Linked DNA regions of Triticum aestivum: region 2 is linked to region 1. A link is a contact called in public Hi-C data. All regions are on one chromosome and are shown on one strand. The core of a region is the stretch at or near the end of the contact, and the rest is flanking DNA. Distances in the headings are between cores, read along the strand shown.

What was found. A called contact is a pair of places that touch in the nucleus more often than the background predicts.
Region 2: a contact with region 1 is called in a Hi-C map of leaf, with 6 times the contacts expected there. The contact joins the promoter of LOC123164182 here to the promoter of LOC123165639 in region 1. A contact is called at or near these places in 2 of 5 Hi-C or Micro-C datasets (both in leaf).

Annotation. Positions count from the first base shown.
Region 1 is chr7D:389,238,853-389,243,126 of IWGSC CS RefSeq v2.1, reverse strand. It overlaps LOC123165639 (ribosomal RNA small subunit methyltransferase B), which reads right to left and starts at 1,820. Exons shown (of 9, transcript XR_006483083.1): 1 at 1,469-1,820; 2 at 1,215-1,362; 3 at 678-768; 4 at 1-177.
Region 2 is chr7D:389,947,165-389,951,438 of IWGSC CS RefSeq v2.1, reverse strand. It overlaps LOC123164182 (BTB/POZ domain-containing protein At1g30440), which reads right to left and starts at 2,146. Exons shown (of 4, transcript XM_044581593.1): 1 at 1,419-2,146. The coding sequence starts at 1,477.

The DNA of each region.
Region 1 (4,274 bases), core at 571-3,070:
AGTTCACAGGCAATATGGAAAACGAAGTCCCATCAGCAACAAAGAGTCGACTACGATCTCCAAGAGAATACTTCTGCAACATCGTACGACAGGCTGCAAGACGGTGCTTTGCAACATCAACACCAGTCAAAGAACCTGAGCTACCAAGCATATCTGCAAGCATGCAAAGCTTTGCACCTTGCATGTCATATAGATGAAAGGTTAGTATATCGCTGAATAAAAATCCAACAGATAGCAGAGGTCTAACACAAGCTACAGGATCCATAGCAAACAAATCCCTTATAACAAACCAAACAACATCATCACAAGGACGGGGAAATATGTGTTGAACTAACACTACTATATTGGACATGTTGGAGAATAAAATTCAACATATGAACCAAACTAGACACCGAACCGGTCCATCAAACAACAGGAATGTAAAACCCCACTCTCCTAGATGCAACATACCTGTCATACTTGAAACTGTATTTTTGTATGATATATCTAAAGATCAACAATCAGGAAAGGCTTTCCATGTTTTTATGCCCTTGAGAAAACTAGGTCCTGACATATTGGTGATACATGTCGCCCACACAAATATTTGGCAGGGGTGCTCGTTTATGATTGTAGGGTAGACATTGGCTCTAAGAAAACATTGGTCTAGTGTGTACTTGAAGTATATTAAAAACAGTTACCTGGTGCAGCACAGAGGTCAAGAACATGGTCTCCTGATTGAACATCGAGTGCTAAGATGGCAGCTCCAGAAGCTGCATCAATCCCATAGATCTGAAATGTTTTTAAAGATGTTTAGATGAAGCAAAATGTCACGCACAGAAGAGTGCATGATAAGAACATGACAACACGGTAGATTTTTTACTGGGAAATTTCAGCTTCTCCTACAATTAACAACAAGTGTGTCACTTTGGCTTTATGAGAGAATCCGTTACAAATCAGGTGGCAACCACAAAAGTGCCATGAGATTTAACAGCTTCAGCTTAATTTGTAGCATGATGGCATCACCAAACTGTTAGCGGTTCGAGCATTTGGTCTCTTATACTAATAAACAATAAAACATAATGTTATTCGATTGCTATCGAGGATAAATTGCCTCAGAGAACACTTGACAAAAATCTAATAACAAGCACATTAACATCATATAGCCGCATACAATTAGACTAGGCTGAGCAACATGGGTCAGCTTCAAAACAATCGTGACAAAAGTTTCTCCTCACCTTCCCTTGCTGATAAGCCTTGGATCCAGCAATCTGAATTTCAGGCGGGATCGCATAGAAGTCCGGCAGCCACGACACCCTCATGAGATCACACTTGAGCTCGCTTTCGATCTCTGTCACCACACTGGACTCCATGCCTGGTTTTAACCTAGGGATTTGAGAAACAAGTCAGGCTACTCTCCTCTCCTTTGTACCCTTCATGTGACGAATTGCTAGTGGATGGCAATCTTGGCGAGTGTGAAGGCTTGCCTCACCTGATGTAGCGCGGGATGGTGTCCGCCTTGGAGTAGAGCGCGGGGTCCAGGCCATTCTCGCCGAGGAACTCGAGAAAGGCCGCCGGCAGCGGCAGCGACGCTGGCGGCCGCTCTTCTCTGCGGTCAGAGGGCGGAATTTCTGGAGAATCCATCGCTCTCCAGAGTAAAGACACTGGACTCCTACTTGGGTCCGAAGGGGTGCGAGGTCTCCGGCAATGGTGGCGTCGGCCTCCTGCCCAAAGCGCGCAGAGGCGGCGCCGCCGGGAGGACTGGACTCGGGGCGCAACGCACGGTGTGGAACTTGGTTGATCTGGGCCCTAAGTTTCAGATCTGACGCTCGCAAAAGCATACTGGACTCGACCAAACCAGAGAGTCGGTTCGCTTTAGTCATGTACAGTACTAGTAATTCTGTAATTTGTTTGTCGAATGTCGCAGTCTCTTGATCAATAAGGCGCGATATTTCTCGAATTATCTTGAGCAGCACACAACAGAGGCAACGCAAATAATTACTGCAAAGGTGAGAAGAAACATATGGCCAAAATTTCTGCATGAATACATCATATATGCCTGGCGGCAAGTACATTTCCATCAACTTCCCGGCACAAGTAACAACCTCACCACACCGAGGCCCTGTCTGGAGGCAAGAATTTCGCCGGAATTTTACAAGGAACAATTCAATTTCCTCATGAATCAAGAAGTCACGGTTAAAAGCAAAAACCACGGTTCTGCCAGCCTCAGAGCTTCATGCCAAGCTTGACGCGGAGATGAGGCTGAAAGAGCTTCTTCGTGAAGAAGAATTAAAGTGGGCGCTGTGGGCCAAGGTCCGACGAGTTGTCCAGGGGACGCGAACACTCAGTTCTTCCACATGATCGCTAATGGCAAACACAGAAAGAAGAGGATCTTTCAGCTTGAACAAGATGAACGAACGATTCTAGGTCAGGAGAACCTAAAATTATACATTACTGAGTATTATAAGCAGTTGTTTGGGCCTCTAGAGGATAACTGTGTTTCTCTAGATGAGTCTAGGATTGAGGATGTTCCTCAACTTACTGCTGTTGAGAATGATATTTTAGCTGCTCCTTTTTCTGAGAAAGAGGTGTTTAAGGCCATATCGCAGATGAAAAAAAATAAGGCTCCCGGCCCGAATGGATTCCCGGCTGAGTTTTATAAAAAGTGCTGGCATATTATTAAAGGGGATCTGTTGCCGTTGTTCCATGATTTATTCTCTGGACAGCTTCAGCTTTTTCAACTGAATTTTGAAACGATAACCCTGCTTTCTAAGAAAACAGAGGCTGTGAGAATTGAGCAATTCAGGCCCATATGTCTTCTTAATGTTAGTTTCAAAAAATTTACCAAGGTCGGGACTAATAGGCTCACACAGATTGCGCATGCTGTGGTGCAGCCTACCCAAACTACTTTCATGCCGGACAGGAACATCCTCGAAGGGGTTGTGGTCCTTCATGAAACGCTCCATGAGATTCACACGAAAAAACTAAATGAAGTTGTTTTCAAGGTGGATTTCGAGAAAGCGTGCGATAAAGTCAAATGGCCTTTCCTTCAACAGGCCTTACGCATGAAGAGTTTTGATGAAGCTTGGCGACTCCAGGTAGAATCTTTCACGCAAAAAGGGAGTGTTGGAATTAAAGTGAATGACGACATAGGTCATTATTTCCAGACACACAAGGGCCTGAGACAAGGTGATCCAATGTCTCCTATTATGTTCAACATTGTGGTTGACATGTTGGCAATTCTGATAGGCAGGGCAAAGGAGGGCGGTCAGGTGGGTGGCTTGGTGCCTCATCTAGTTGATGGTGGTGTGTCCATCCTGGAGTACGCTGATGATACAATCATCTTTATGGAGCACGACTTGGCAAAAGCGAGAAATATGAAGCTGGTGTTATGCTTATTTGAACAATTGACCGGATTGAAGATTAACTTTAATAAAAGCGAGTTGTTCTGTTTTGGTAGAGCCAATGAGGAATAAGAGGCATATAGGCAATTGTTCGGATGCGAATTGAGGACATTACCTTTCACGTACTTAGGTATACTCATTCACCATCGTAAGCTGACAAACAGAGAATGGAAGTGCATCGAGGATCGGTTTGAGAAGAAACTGAGTTGCTGGAAGGGCAAACTCATGTCATATGGAGGCCGATTGATTCTTATTAATTCGGTGCTCACGAGTATGCCTATGTTTCTCTTATCTTTCTTCGAAATCCCAGTTGATGTTAGGAAAAGGCTGGACTTCTATCGATCCCGATTCTTCTGGCAGAGTGATGAACTAAAGAGAAAATACCGACTCGCCAAATGGGATATCATCTGTCGACCAAAGGACCAGGGGGGCCTTGGTGTTGAGAATCTTGAAGTCAAGAATAGATGTCTTCTCAGTAAGTGGCTTTATAAGTTATCAGTTGAGACTGGGGCCACGTGGGCGCAGATTCTCTGTAGTAAGTATCTGCAGTCCAAGACTTTGTCCCAGGCGACAGTGAGACCGACTGACTCGCCATTTTGGAAGGGGCTTATGAGAGTCAAAGCTGCCTTCTTTAATAGAACAAAGTTTATAGGGTATGGCAACACCACTCGCTTCTGGGAGGATACTTGGCTTGGTGAAACGTCGTTGGCACTTCAGTATCCGTCCCTGTATCGTATTGTTCAACGACGTGATGCTCTTGTTGCAACGATTATGCAGTCCATTCCCCTTAATATTCAGTTTAGGAGGGCGCTTGTTGGCGACCGGTGGGAAGCATGGCTTCATTTGGTGAGTAGACTGATGGAGGTTCAGCTATCTCATCAGTCCGATCAGTTG
Region 2 (4,274 bases), core at 897-3,396, 710 kb before region 1:
AGTGAACTAAACTTAATGCACTACATAATCCAGCTGAATATCAACATCTTACATCAGCCCCAGCTTGTCTCATTAAGATGGAAAATTTTAGGGATAAAAAGGCCATGTGTTATCATGAATATTGTTCCAAATATTGGCTAGTTAAACCGGCATCTCGGTCAGTTAATCGCTACTCGGTGGGTCACCGAGTAGCCGATTAACTGATTTATCGGCCAATTAACTGGAAAATTTGCCTATTTGTCCCTACTCAGCACCCAACTGATATGGTACTAGTTACCGATATCTTGAACATTGATCACAACCAGCTCCAGGCACATTAACGTGCTTGACTTCCTAACTTCTAGACTGTATGCACACAGAAATGCACTAAAATATCCATGGTCAGACTTGAAAATAATAATCTACGTCACAATTGTTTCTCTCTCTTCTAAATACAGTTTAGATGTCTTTAGAAGTGTTGATCAAGTGATGTGCCTAATAAAGATGGTTCTAAAAAAAGATTGCACTTAAATAGGATACAAGAGACCACATAAGAGAGATTAGCTATAAGCCTTCTAACCGTAACCAAAAAAATACTCAAGTTTCAGATTTGTAGCAGTTTATTACATATTCCAGGACCGGTATCTGACGGAGTAATGCTCGGCGTGATTGTGATGAGAGAACAGAATTTGGAGGAATCAATATGGCACATTTAGTGCCCAACATGTGCAGCTCCAGCAAGTACTGAACATAAGAACGACCGGGCCCAAAAGTCAGGTGAGACAACATTTCTCATGGAAGGGTGGGAATAAATGCTAATCCCTTTACCCATCACTGCCTTGATCTGAATAACTCCCAAAAATGGTACTATAAAAGGTAGGTTCCATTTTTCCAGGAACAGATGAAGTACTCCAAACGGTATGAGCATCGAATGCATCGAAATGACAGTCCTAGCATAATGATATTGATTAACAGGCTGTCTTTAGATAAATAACTGGTAGGGAGTCCTCCCAGAAAGTTGCGTCAGCTTAAAAACAAAAATCGGTTGTAGTTTTCCTAGCTGGCCTGGGCTCGATGTTTTGATCAGAGCCTTCCATCCAGAAGGAGTTGGTTAGCATATTATAATCAGTACCCCAGATGAGGCCAACAGGAAGAGGTTGGGCCATGGATGATTTATGGGAGCTTCTAGTACACACATATGGCACCTATTCAATTATTTTTCCAATTCCTGAAAGAAGTAATGGCACAGGGACAAACACTCCAATGGCTAAAAAATGTCAATTATGGCAGCAAATAGAGCAAGTAATGAAAACATTGCACGGATTAAAAGGTGAAGCAACTTTAATAAGATGTTAAAATTGTCATTTGCAACCATGAGGCTAGACATGGCAGAGGATCATGTTGGGGGAAATGAAGAAAGAGAGAGAAGCTGTTCATACCAGTCTTGACCCTGCTTCCTGAACACATCAGCCCTTGATCCCAGCTTGAGGCAGGCCATGTTAGGAGTCCCAGGTTCCAGTGGACGCCGCACTACATGAACGAGGCGGCCGGTTGCTTGGGATCAAAGGCAGAGAGAGATTCCGGCCCCCCGCACACACCAGAACCAAATCCTCGAGAAACCAAGGGAAAAGAAAAGAGAAAAGGAAAGCACTTTCCCCACACAGGCAGACGCACGCAAAACCTCAATCTTAGCCCAAAATCCCCCGAGACGTCGCTGCGACGTGGAAGGCGAAGAGCGTCCAGATTACGCGGAGAGCCGACACGAGATTGCACATCCACTGGTGAGGAGAAGAGGAGAGATTCCGGCGACCTCTGGAGACGCGGAAAAGAAGGGCCGGCGGACCTTTGGATAACTGTGGTACCTAACTAAACCCACCCGCCGAATTACTCCTGGATTCTTCCGCCCAAGATCCCGACTCAACGAAGGAATGGACCGTCCCGGACCCGGAAGAAGAAGATGAGGAAGAGAGGTCGATGACCAGTGGTGCCGCCGGAGGAGGAGGGGAAGGAGGAGGAAGGTTTGTTGGTTTGTTTGTTTATGGGGACTGGAAGGGTGGGGGAGTAGGAATGTTGTGGCAGGCAGGGAAGGGGATCCAAGAACATTCTCTTCTTTGGCTCGGTGTACTAGTACTAGTAGTCCTGCTGTGGTGTGGATTTGGGTGGGCTTCACAGCTTCCTATGGAGAAAAGGACACCAAACGGAAAGGAGACGGGGAGGAGGAGGAGGAGGAAGGCAGCCAGGCTGTGGGCCCAGAGCCGGCAGGCCCAGAATCCACTTTGGCTGCATTGTAGTATTTGTATTATTTTTTACGAAACCTTCCAATCTATTCATCTTCGATACAAGGAACAGTAAACTTACATCCAGATCCGTAGACGTCCTAGCGGCGATTACAAGCACTGAAGCAAGCCGAAGGTCATCATCACCTCATTCGTCGGAGCCAAGCAAAACTTGTTGTAATGACAGTCCGAAAGTCATCGTGCTAAGACCACATAGGACTAGCGCACCAGAACAACAACCGCCATCGATGAAGAGACATGTAGATCGGAAAGATCCGGCCTGAAGACACATGAACATAGATGAACAAAGACCGGATCTGAGCAGATCCACCAAAGACCACCACCAACTGAATCATGTGAGACACGCCTTCACACGGCCTCCGGCGATGCTAGAGGCACCGTCGGAATAGGAGGCTAGGCAGGGAAAACTTTATTCCATCATTAAGGAACCGTCGCCGTCTCACATTTCTGAGCAGGACACAAATCCTAACAAAATTCAAAAAAACATCTAACATCCGAGCCCTCCCGACGGCAATGGTCGGGATCCACTGCACGCCCATGACCTTAGGCCACATGAGACGAGTTAGATCGGTGGCACCGCTGATAGAAGGGAGGAACCCTAATCTCTTGTTTGCTTGGGAGGAGAGAAGGAAGTCAACTATTTTTTCATTTTTGTTGATTGGTAGGCTCTTGATTTTGATTCTCCCTGCCCCTCTCCTCCAAACTAATTGACAACTTGGGTGATGACCACGGCATGCTTTGGGTTTGTTTTATTGTTTGTAGTCGTGGCTAAATAGTCTAGGGATCTGGTTGTATTTTTCTTCGTTGTACTGCTATGAATAGATAGGAACTTTATTTTTTTAAAGATAAGAGAAGATCTTTGGACAGAGAAAGTGAGGGGACGGTAAATGGTAATCGGCGTGTTTCTTGTTATACTATAATATCAACCACCGTTGGCTACTGTGCTTTTGGCCTTTTCTTGAGGGTCTTCTATCCTCCCCGTGGTCCACAACCACAGCAGCAAAATGACCACTCGTAAGTCCTAAACCCACACCCGCAAGAATCCATATGTTTCAATGTCCGTCGACAAGTTCTTGCATGTTCGAGACCGAAAGGTCTGTCGTCCCTAGTGGAGGAGATGATGGAGATCACCAACGTGCAAGTCGGGACAGCCGAGAGATTTGGGGGAGATTGGCGCTTCCATCCAGAAACAACTGGAATCACGTCGCGGGGCAGGGCCTAAACACTCCATCTTTTGTTTTTCATGTTCGATGAAGCAACCATGGAATTTCATAAACAGAAACTATCCGTAAGGTAGCACTAGACAGTAGGCGCATTGTTGATCACTTTTGTTTGTCTTGTGGCAACGCAAAAGGTTGTGGATTCTGCGAGGGCAGCCGCGCATGATTAGCACCATGCCATGCTTCCTCCAATCGATGCATCCCTTTCCCTTGTGTCCCAAGGCAGCAAAGATTCCCCCGGTCACAGGACAAGCGAGGCACTAATCCAGTTCCATGCTTTCTTTTCCACTTACCCTTTTTTTTTACAAAATTGCCAAACCCATTAAGGCACAGTGAAAGGGCGGCCAACCAGCTATGCAACTTGGCGCATGCTGGTTGGCCACGATGAAATTTTATTTTTACTTTTATGGAGATTATTTTTAGAAGAGGGAAGTGAGCCTTTTTCCTTTTTCTTTTTGATAAATTTTTTCTAGTTTTTTTTCTTTTTGAGATGGATGTGATACCACGTGATGCGAGATTTTCTTAAAAAGAATTAAGATGAAGGTGATGTTTTTTTAATCTTTTTTTCTTTAAGATGGGAAACACACTCACAACTTCCTCTTGAGCGGCCCGCGATAGCGATGCCATCCATGGCGCCTTTACGCCCGTGGCAAGCGGCCTAGGTCCAGGATGTTACATGGTCGACACGCCAGATTATAGCTCCATGGGAAGTGAGGAAAGTGCCGTGGTGGAACTCAATGATGGGGAGATCTAGGCTCTTTACCAACAGTTAGGCAAT